Linked DNA regions of Canis lupus: region 2 is linked to region 1. Evidence: chromatin contacts called from public Hi-C data. All regions are on one chromosome and are shown on one strand. The core of a region is the stretch at or near the end of the contact, and the rest is flanking DNA. Distances in the headings are between cores, read along the strand shown. Region 1 has its middle 16 kb from the start of AP1B1. Region 2 holds the start of HORMAD2 (HORMA domain-containing protein 2).

Region 1 (5,122 bases), core at 1,119-3,618:
AGAGGCAGAGACATAGGCAGAGGGAGAAGCAGGCTCCCTCTGTGGAGCCCAGTGTGGGACTCGATCCCAGGACACCGGGATCACTACCTGAGCTAAAGGCAGACCCTTAACCACTGAGCCACCCCTGACTAAGTCTTAATTGTTAATAATCTTGTGAATAGTGGGCAAGTTCTAGTGTCTCTGTTTCACAGAGGAAGAAACTGAGGCATAGACAGAGAGATGACTTGATCTATGAAAATCACAGACCTAGTAGTAACAGAGCTGGCATTTGCTGGAATGGCCTCAGTCTTCAGGAAGAGATCTTGGAAGGTGTCAGAGGACTGTGATAGTAGCCCTTACTTGGGGTCTGACAGACAATCATCAATAATAAAAATAAAAATAATAATAATAATAGTATTAATAATCAAATAGCTATCCCATTTCAAGAGCTTTTACTGCTCCTCGGGCCCCATGCTTAAGCACGCTGTGTGAATACTTTCATTTACACTTTACTCTTTCTCTATGAAGTGCTATGATTAACCCTATTTTGTAGTTGGGGAAATAGAAGCTCAGAGAGGTTAAGTGACTTGCTCAAGGTCACACAGCAATGATTTACCAAACCAGAGTTTAAACTTTTCAAATGATTTTTTAATGGTTAAAAGTCCAAAGGGCCAAAGGGTAGACAAAGCAGTCTCCTTTCCTCTCTTCTGTCGCCAGCCACCCAGCTCCTCCCCTGGAGGTAATCTCAAGTGTCCTTCTGAGCAGGTTTGTGTGTTCACAGACAAATCTGGGCTTGTGTTATTGAGAGCCATGTTTAAACCCATACCTCTGAGGTGCCCCATTACCCACTGAAGCTCAGGGCTTGACACAGAGTGCTCACCATGCTCTGGCAGAGATATGAGGCCACCAAAAGCCTTTGTCCTCTGCCCCAGGCCCCTCTCCCTACCGCCATTGTGCCTCTTCAGCAGATGGCTGAGTGCCTGCCTGGCTCTACTCTGCAGCAGAGCCTGGGCTGTCATCCAGGGCCCTGCCCAGCAATGGGGGAAGGGCTGCAGCAGGCTCTGGGGGACCTCTTCAGCCCAGTCTGATACCCATTTTATTATCCCTCATGGAGGCAGCCCAGCGTGAAGGAACAGCCCAGGCAAAGGCAAGGAAGCCAGAGTGAGCACAGGGGCTACACAGGTCCCTTGGTCTTTGTGCACAAGGAGACTTGGGTCTGAGTCCCGGTTCCACCCCTTACTGCTATGGAACCAGAAGGACCTCCTTCAGGAGCCTCTGTTTTCTCAGGATATTGGAGGATTAAGGGACAAAGGACCTGAAGCTGTAGTAGCCCCCCGCCCCCTGCCATCTCCAGAGGTTGGTCGTTGGCTTGTTTTAATTATGAAGACCTCTGCTCTGAGCTTTTCCAAACTTCCATCTGACTCCTGGAAAGCAGAGATGCAAGACCCTCAGCAATTCCTTCCCACATGCAGAAGGAACTGAATGCTAATAAACATAAGGTTGTATTGTTGTTGTTGGCATTATTATTACTCCTACCTGGTATATAGACTCCAAAGCCCCTCACCCCTACCCCACTCCCCAGGTGACACTCTAAGGGGAGCCCTGTGGCAGGAGTTCACTTTGGGGGGGGGGGGGCAGAGCAGCAGGAGGTGTATGCGCAGGTTTGAAGATTGGGGGAAGGGGGCAAACAGGGAGCTGGCTGGAGTTCAGGACAGAGCACAGGGCTGGGAATCCGGTGTCTGGGTCAGTAGCCATGCCTGGCTGAGCTCCAGTTTCCTCTGTGGAATGGGGGTCATCTGTCCTCTCCCATTAACATCGTGGGATTCGCGATGCTCAGGCAAGGAACTACAGGAGAGAATATTTGCACCTGTAAAGCAAAGATCACAGTCATGTTGCACAGCTGCTAATTGTACACTTAGAAATGGTAAATTTTATGTTATATATATTTTACTATGATAAAAAAAATATGTGCAGAAAAAAAAGAGGATTTGGGGGGTGCCTTGGTTTAGGTCATGTTCTCTGGGTTCTGGGATCAAGCCACACATTGGGCTCCCTGCTCAGCGGGTAGTCTATTTCTCCCTCTCCCTCTGTAGCTCCCCCTACTTGTGCTCTTTCTTCCCCCCCCCACCCCCCCCCCCGTCAAATAAATAAATCTTAAAAAGGAAAAAGCGTATTTGAATTAATTGCCATATCAGAATAACAGAGCCCACTTTAGAGGAGTTAATATGGACAATTTTTTTTTAAGATTTTATTTATTTATTCATGGGAGAGACAGAGAAAGAGAGAGAGGCAGAGACACAGGCAGAGGGAGAAGCAGGCTCCACGCAGGGAGCCCGATGCGGGACTCGATCTCAGGACTCCAGGATCACGCCCTGAGCCTAAGGCAGGCGCTAAACCGCTGAGCCACCCAGGGATCCCAATATGGACAATTTTGAAAGGCCAAACAGGAAGGTGGTTACCCCAAGTTGTGAGCGGGACCCATGGAGGATGGGCCGGCTGAAGGCACTGAAGCTTTGGAGGAGACCCGGGCATGCGCAGAGAGATGAGAAATAGCCCGGCCTCTTCCCACCTGCCAGTCTTTCTTCAGCGCCTCCCATTGGCTGACTCTAACTAGAGTCAGTTGGCAGAGGAGCCTGGGAAATGTAGTTCACAGGATTGAATACCTGGGATGCCAAGCGAAGCAGAGGAAGGGCAGGGAACGGGTCTGAGATCACAGAGCAAATGACTGTACAGTTGTCAACATTTAAAAGCTGGGTGATTCGACATAAAAATCTGGATTCACAGCTTTTCGCGAAACACCCTTGGGCCCCTGACCTTGCAATGACCCTGGAGACTGAGAAAGGAAAGGAAGACAGGGCGGGGTCAGTGAGGCCCACCTCTGCCTAATTGTGCTGGGGCACTGGCCTTGGGCATGCATGCGGAGGAGTCCTGAGAAGCCTACAAGGTCTCCAGTGTTCTGACTGGCACTTGGTGAGGCATGAGGAGACCCCAGGTCCTCTGGAGCAGGGACACAGGGGAAGCCATGAGGACCCTGAGCGAGGTGGACAGGGCAGGCAGGGCCTGGGGAGCTGGAGGGACTGGATTGGCCTCTAGAAAGAGCACACTGGGTCTCCAGAACCATGGGAACCTTCCTGTCCTAGCTCTTGGAGACTCTCTGGTCCTGCAAAGGTTTTGATTGTTTGCTTTTTATTTTATTTTTCTTTCTAAGGCTGTCAAACCCTGTGTTCAGACCAAATCTTCCAGGAAAGCCCAGTGCATAAACTCTTGGCAGAACTATCCTGGAGGAAGTGGCTGGATGGCCTGAAGTTTGCCTCTGAAGATCCCTGAGGGGCTGTTCAGGAAGGTTCTCAGACCTGTCCAAGGTCACATGTGACATTGAGTAGAGCTGTGCTTATGCCACAGGCATCTTGGCTCCTGGGAAGCTGAGAGCACTGGCTCTGGAGTCCGTTGGACTGGGGGCAAATCCTGGCAGTAGCTCAGTGACCTGGGCCAAGGCCCCTCACCCCTTTTAGGAGAGGATCCAGTACATCCCTCACTGGGTGTGGGGAGGGCTAAAGGGGTTTATGCTTGTCAGGGCCCCACCCAGTGCCTGGGAGTGGAGTTGTTTGTCATGGTTACCAAGGAGACAGTCCCATGCCTATAACAATGACCCAGGCTGCCCTCTGAACCCCAAGATGGGGAAAACTTCCCAGATTCCCTCTTGTCCTCTTCCTGCTCCCTCCCAGGCCACACAGACAGCAAGAATTTGTCCTCTGCAGAGATGTGCAGGGAGAAAGTCTCCTTTTTTTGATGAAACAGCGATGAGGTGATGTCTGGGTTTTTTATATCCTCGTTGCTGAACTGGTGCCAGACATAAGAGTCCAGGCCAGATTCCATTAGCCACATTTGTCCTGTGGGCTCCTGGTCCTGAGGAGAACTTCCAGGGGTCCAGTGTGAGACCCAACAGCTGGGAAGATGATGGCCAGGGCCAATAAAAGCGGTTGTAAGATGTGACACCTCCACTGGAGACCTAGGCAGGGTCTTAAGAGTCTGCCTCACTAAAGAATCTTTACATTAAAAAAAAAAAAAAAAGACATTGTTATAATTTTTCTTCTTGCCAATGTAAGAAATCCTCTGAGGTGTAGGAGTTACTACTAACCCCATTTTTTAGAATAAAGCGAGGCCTAGATAGGTTAATTACCTTGCTCAGAGGAACCCAGTAGTTATGTGTCAAGTCATGGTCTTAATCCTGTTGATCTATTGTCACTCAGACTTCAAAAACCTGAATCCTTATTATTATTCTGCTCAACAGAAGGATCAATGGTCTGGAGAATTTGAAATTGTTGGCAATAATCTTATAGGATTATGTTTTAGATGGGGAAGGAAATCCCTCAAAGTAGCATGCACTTGTTAAAAAAATATTCAGTTACAAAAATGTCTGAAGTAGACAGTGAAAACCTCTGTAACCCTACTCTCCAGAGATAAGCTCTGGAACCATTTAGGATATATACTCTTCTAGACCCTTTTATGCATTTACAAGTAAATGTTAATGTTTATGGCTTTTTTAATTTATTTTTTTTTAAGATTTTGTTTATTTATTCATGAGAGACATAGAGAGAGGCAGAGACATAGGCAGAGGGAAAAGCAGGCTCCTCCCAGGGAGCCCAATGCAGAACTCGATCTTAGGAGATCTTAGGAGCCTGAGATCATGCCCTAAGCCAAAGATAGACACTCAACCACTGAGCCACCCAGGAGTCTCAAAAAGATTTTTTTTTTTTTTTTTTTTTTTTTAGATTTTACTAAGGATTTTATTTTTTTTTTTTTTTTTTTTTTTTTTTTTTTTTTTTTTTTTAAGGATTTTATTTTTAAGTAATGTTTACACCTAACATGGGACTCACAACCCCGAGATCAGGAGTTGTACGCTCACTGACTGAACCAGCTGGGCACCCCTGATATTTATGTTTAAAGATTATACATTCTGTTTTGAAGCTTACTTTTTGCAAATAAGAGCAGCTCTTGAAATGCAAAGGTTCCCAAGGGGGCAGATTTGTGGCAGATCTGGTGGAGAAAGCCTTTGGCAAAGTTTTGTGCAAAATTGTATGTTGTGTGTGTGAACACTGTTGAGGGATAGTGATTATGAGTGTCATCAGAATTTTCAAAAAGA
Region 2 (5,787 bases), core at 2,896-5,395, 540 kb before region 1:
GCGCAGCAGTTTGGCGCCTGCCTTTGGCCCAGGGCACGATCCTGGAGACCTGGGATCGAATCCCATGTCGGGCTCCCAGTGCATGGAGCCTGCTTCTCCCTCTGCCTATGTCTCTGCCTCTCTCTCTCTCTCTCTCTGTGTGTGTGTGTGTGTGACTATCATAAATAAATAAAAATAAAAAAAAAAGACATTTATCAAATGTGTCCATTCCTCACTTTACACATGTTATTGTTATCTCTGCTTTAGATGAGATTAGCCTCATCTTTTGCCTGGACTGCTATAACCACCAGTCTGCTTGTCACTGATCCTGCCCTTCTCCATTCTTTCCCTTGTATTGCAGTCTGAGTTTTCTTTTTCTCTTTTTTTTTTTTTTTTTGAGTTTTCTTTTTAAATTGCAAACATGATTATGTAACTCCATAGACTGAAATTCTTCAAAGGCTCCCCACTGCCCTCAGGATAAAATCCAAACTCCTTACCATGGCTTCAATATCTCGCTCATGCCTCCTTAGTCCCATCTCTCACCATTTTCCGTCACAATTTTATGCATCAGTTATTCTTACTAACATTAGTTACCCTAAACCATATTCTCTTCAGCTTTCAGGCTTTTGTAATATTCCTTCTCCCTGAAACCTTCTCCTCCATTCTCAATTCCTACTTATTTCTTAGATCTGGCTTAGTATACTGTTCTCAAGGAACTATTCCCTGATGACCACCACCACCAAGTTGGGTTATGTGCCCATTGTAATATATACAGTATCACGGTTACATTTATGTATCCATCCCACCCCATTGTAAGCTAACATGAAAGTAAAGTTGTGTCTGTCTAGCTCATTCTTTGTTTTTTAAAGGTGTCCTTAAAGGTACAATTTAATGGGTTTTATCATAGTTTTGCAACCATCACTACTAATTCCAGAAGATTCTTGTTTTCCCAAAAAGAAACTCCATGCCCATTACCAATCACTCCCCACTCTCCCCTCCCCCTTGCCCCTTGCAACCACTAATCTATGTTTCATCTCTATGGATTTGCCTATTCTGGACATTTCATATAAATGAAATCATGTAATATGTCACCTTTTATGTCTGGTTCAGCTCATTCTTGAATCCTCAGCACCTCAGCATTGTTCCAGTATTGGAACAAAATAGATGCTCAATAAATATTTGCTGGGTCAATAGAGAAGTACTACAAGAATGAGAAAGAATTAAGTATCTAGAAAAGAATTACAGAATATTAGAGATAGGAGGAACTTTAAATGTCATCCAGTCCAAACATCTAATTTTCTAGATGAGGAAATCAAGGTCCAGAGAAATCAACTCACTTACTCAGGGTCAAACACTCACTGGCAGACTGAGAATAAAACTTAAGAAATTTTTGCTCACAATTTAGGAGTTTTTCTACAATGACTCCCTAAAATGAAATTCCTTTTTGCTTGCATTCCATTTAAAATGATGCACTACCAGTGCTTTCCTAGTTGTGGAGCTTGCTTGCTTACTTCTAAGTACAGTAGTGTCTTTTTCTGTTGTTCTAGAATGAGCTTGCTTTAGAAAGGCAAAACATATCTAAATGATTTTTTTAAATAGCCAGGCTCTTTTCAACCTCTAATTATTCCTTTGCTACTGTTGTTTTCTCTTTGAGCAGGTGTTTTGTGGAAGTCTCCTATTCAAGTACAAACTCTGCTTAATTTTGAAAGCTCACAAGCTGACAGCCCCAGGAGGTATGACACTACAGATCATGCACTCAAAGAGAATAACTCTGATGTTTTTTAATCACCTTGTTCTAACTCATTATCTAAAAGCTTAGGAGAGATTTCATAATAATTATGGATTTTATGAACAAAACTCTAACTTTCAAATGTCTTTCAGTTATATATTTGCTTGCATATTTGACCCACAAATATCTGAAATGTCACAGGGCATCAATATCATTCACTCTTATACTCGATATATTCACTCTGTGACAAGAATTATGATCTTGGGAGGGCAAGATGTACTTTCTCAGATAAAAAGACTCATACTAGGCTAACCTCTTGACTTACATCTCAACTGCCCTATTTAAAATGTTGATACAATTGCTTACTATTTTACCCTTTTACGAGTGAATCCAAGATTTAAATAAAGATTAACCAGCTATTGCTCAGTATATTAAAGCCTAAGCCACTTCTTGCCCACCCCCCCCCCCCCATTTTGGCCATTCTGAGTGAAGTAAAAACCACTTTTATCATGTTTGCACAAAGACAATAATAGTTGATTTCCTAATGATTTCCACCCATCTTTCCCAATCTTCCAAAACCATTTTTTAACAAGAAAATTCCCTTTATATCAAATGAACAATATCTAATAGCTGAATTCTAAAATGCAACTAGATGAGCTTTCTTGCCTGATATGAAGGATGGCTTTACACAAAGGAAGTACATTTTGACATAAATGGGCTCAGCATCATAGATTTGGAAGGGAAAGGACATGTCCTCTAAAGATAATCTAATCCCTTTATTTTAAAGAAAAGGAAAGTCATTTAGTGGAGGAAGGATAGTCTCTTCAACAAATGGTATTGGAACAACAGGATCTCTGTAGGCAAAATACAAAAACAACCCCCCCCCGCCCCAAACCAAAAACTCTCAGTCTAAATCTCACACTGCACACAAATAATTCAAAATGGGTCATGGATTTAAACGTAAAATGTAAAACTATAAAGAAGAGGAAAATGAAGTCCAACAAAAGAAGTTGGTTTGTCAGAGGTCACCCAGTTATTCAGAGGCTTCACAGAGTTTGCTTCCATAAATTATTATTCACCATTTTAACAAATTCCATTTGGCTCTGATAATTCCCCTTTTCCACGCTCACTCAGAGTAAATGGTTTTCCACTATATTAATCGGATATTTGTTCATGCTCTTTTGGTTTTTTAATATCTTCTTCGGGCTACCTCAATTATTCATTCATTCAAAATTTACTGGGTGACTACAATGTACCAGACATCATGTAGGATTGCAAAGATGTAAAATATCACTCACATCTCAAGAGATTGATGATCCAATGGGGGAGATATGAGACTATCAGCCTAATTAAATAAAAAACTCTTTTAGGGACAAGGACCGAACTTTATCTTTGTTTTCACCAGCCAAGTGAAGTGAAAACACTCCGTCCCATGCTCTGCACATCTGAACACATGTCGGTGATTGGCTAATCTTGCGTTTCAAGACACTTTCGCCCTTGTACTGTTCGGGGACCTAAAGTCCACAGAGATTAAAGGGCACGTCCTGGAAAAGGTGGCAAAGGAGCCAAGATGACTCCGTGGGGACCCATCCCCACCTCTGTCACCTCTTGCTCTGCGCCACGCATGGATCCTGGTGGAACACCTCCATGGCTGGCGAAAACCTGGCCTACCCAACGTCACCCCAAAGCTCCATTCCCAACCCCCAGCAATGCACAGACGTCGTTGGCCTGACCCCAGTGCTGGGCCACTCGCTAACTACCGCTGCTGCTTCCTCACCAAGACTCATTGCTTCTTTCCCATTGAAATCTGAATTCAAGAGCTACCTTGATAGCGGGAATGCGGGTGTTCGCAGAAAAATTCTCCCCACTCTTTTTTTTTTCGTCCTCCCTTCCTGTACGTGAAATTTTTCAAAACTCGAGCGCTGAGGGTGAGAGTAGAGGGAAGGGTGGGGTGTTAATCTAGAAGCTTCCCTTAGTCTTCTTCCTCAGTGCCAGCCTTCCCGCTTCTCCTCAGAGAACCTCGGGCCTCTGCGGAATACCTTCAAATCAAACTTAAAGCCTCAAGGAAAAAGAAAAGGAAAGGGAAAAAAAAATTAACCTAACCTTAGGAAAACTGACGATGCTCAAGCACTGTCTTTCTCCGGAAACCTTGCGTCTGGACAGCCCTCACTTCAGCTGTCGACGCCTCTCTCAGGAGCGTGAGTACCCAACGGCCGTTTCCGGCCCAAACCCGCTTAGGCTTATGAATAGTCAATAAGGTCCTTTGAGGGCGGGGCGAGACGCTGCCTCATGAATAATGCATGATCTCTCCAAGGCTTGCCTGGGCGGTCTGCCTCGTTCGGCTTCATGAATATGCAAAAAGGGGTGAGCGGCCGCTAACCGACCCCTGACAGGCTCGGCCCCCTCAGCGCCGGCGTCCTCTAGGGCGGGCCTCCTTCGCGCTGGTTCTCAGGCCACGCAGCCTCCCGTCGCCGGCGCCGTGTCCCTGCTGCCGACTTTCTTGCCCTTCTGAGGGCTGGCCCCGCGCTCCCGGGCCTGAGGGACCCGCCCTGGGCTCGCGGCGCCGCCCACGGACCCCGACGGGGCCTTCCGCGCGGGGCCGCTGCACCTGGGCAACCGGTACGTCGAGGACAGTCTCCCGTGGGGCTCGCTGAGGAGACGCCTGCTGTCCCAGGTGAGGCGGCGGCGCGGAGGTCCTGGCCGGCCCAGAGGGACCTGGGGTCAATGGGGCGGGGCCGGGTTAGAGCCGGAAGGACCGCGGGGTGAATGCGAGCCTGGACGGGGACCAGGACAGAGAGGCGTGAGACCAGCTTAGGGCGGTGTCGGGTAGAAGCCTCTAGAGCCTAGGTGCTTGGCGTACGGGTGTCCTCGCGGAAGCCGGCACCGGGAGCTAGCGGTCCAGAGACAGAGGTGTCACCCCTTGAGGCATCTCCACTTCTTCCCTGGCATCGATCGATCCAACTTTGCGTTATTTTCAACATCGATTTGTCGTCGCGCGTTCAGACGTATTCCACTGCCTTGTGGAGTTTCTCGAAGGTTCGTGAAGTCCCCCTTGAACCTCTGCGATGGGATTTCTTTGGGAGTGGATGAAGCATGGGGCCTCTGGACACCTGTTTTTACTTTCTGTTTCTGCAGTAAAGGAAAAAAAGATCCAAGCTGGTAAAAACATGAGTTAATAACATAATGAAATGACTAAAACCATGAATTGGGCTGCGATAGTTTTTTAGTGCAGGGTTTCTAAACCTCCGGTCGTTCTTCTCCCTGCCAATTTGTGACAACCCAGAATGTCTCCAGATGTAGTCAAGTGTCCCCTGAGGGACAAAACCACCCTTGGTTGAGAACTACTTTAATCCTGAACTTTCCAGAAGAAATTGCTCTGTAAGCTCCAGCCTGGCAGATGGTCTCTCTGCTCCAGCCCTTTCGGCGTCAGTATTTACCCACTTCCCAATGGAGGGACCACTAGTCCGTCTGTTCTGTCATTCTCATCTGCCCTCGTCTCAGCTTCACTGTCTCCAAAGAGCCTTCTTCCTCTACCTTATGCTAATGAAAGTTCATCTCACCCCCCCCCCACACACACACACAGTTATTGTCTCTCATTACCATTGTTTCCTTACTAAAATTTATCACAATCTGGATTTCATTTATTTCTTAACCTGTTTTTCTTCACCACGGAGAATGCAAGTAAGCTTTATTAGAGGCCTGATCTGTCTGGGTCACTCCAGGATCCCTATAGCTCAACACACAACACAGTGCCTAGCAGACAGGGATCACTCAATAAACCTTGGTGGACTGAGACAATACTCTTTTTTTCCTCTAAGAGCTTTTGTGGAGTTTCTCCTTCTCCTTTCCATTCTCATTCTTGTTGAGCTCCTTGTGACCTTTGTTTAGAATTTGAATGGATGAATGAGCACCTAGAAGCTATGGGTAGAGACTTCACTTTTCCCATGACTTATACACTCCTTGAGGGCAGAAACTGTCCTTTATTATGTTCATTGAAGGTATTCATATAGTTGAATGAACCAATCTATGACTTAAGGAACGATATTAGACGATTAAAAATCGATAGCGCCACTGGGGCT

What was found. Hi-C and Micro-C count contacts between places; a contact is called where the count stands out from the background.
Region 2: a contact with region 1 is called in a Hi-C map of skin fibroblasts, with 2.3 times the contacts expected there. The contact joins the promoter of HORMAD2 here to the enhancer-like site in region 1. A contact is called at or near these places in 2 of 9 Hi-C or Micro-C datasets (amygdala and skin fibroblasts).

Annotation. Positions count from the first base shown.
Region 1 is chr26:23,115,112-23,120,233 of UU_Cfam_GSD_1.0, reverse strand. No RefSeq gene overlaps it. Among named protein-coding and RNA genes, the nearest start is that of AP1B1, 16 kb to the right of the region's middle. Within about 2 kb of position 2,368, at least 7 of the 20 cell types and tissues checked have an H3K27ac peak or open chromatin away from gene starts, as enhancers often do.
Region 2 is chr26:23,659,474-23,665,260 of UU_Cfam_GSD_1.0, reverse strand. It overlaps HORMAD2 (HORMA domain-containing protein 2), which reads right to left and starts at 4,145. Exons shown (of 13, transcript XR_005379368.1): 1 at 3,812-4,145. LOC119877596 (a long non-coding RNA gene) reads left to right here. Exons shown (of 6, transcript XR_005379373.1): 2 at 1,637-1,712.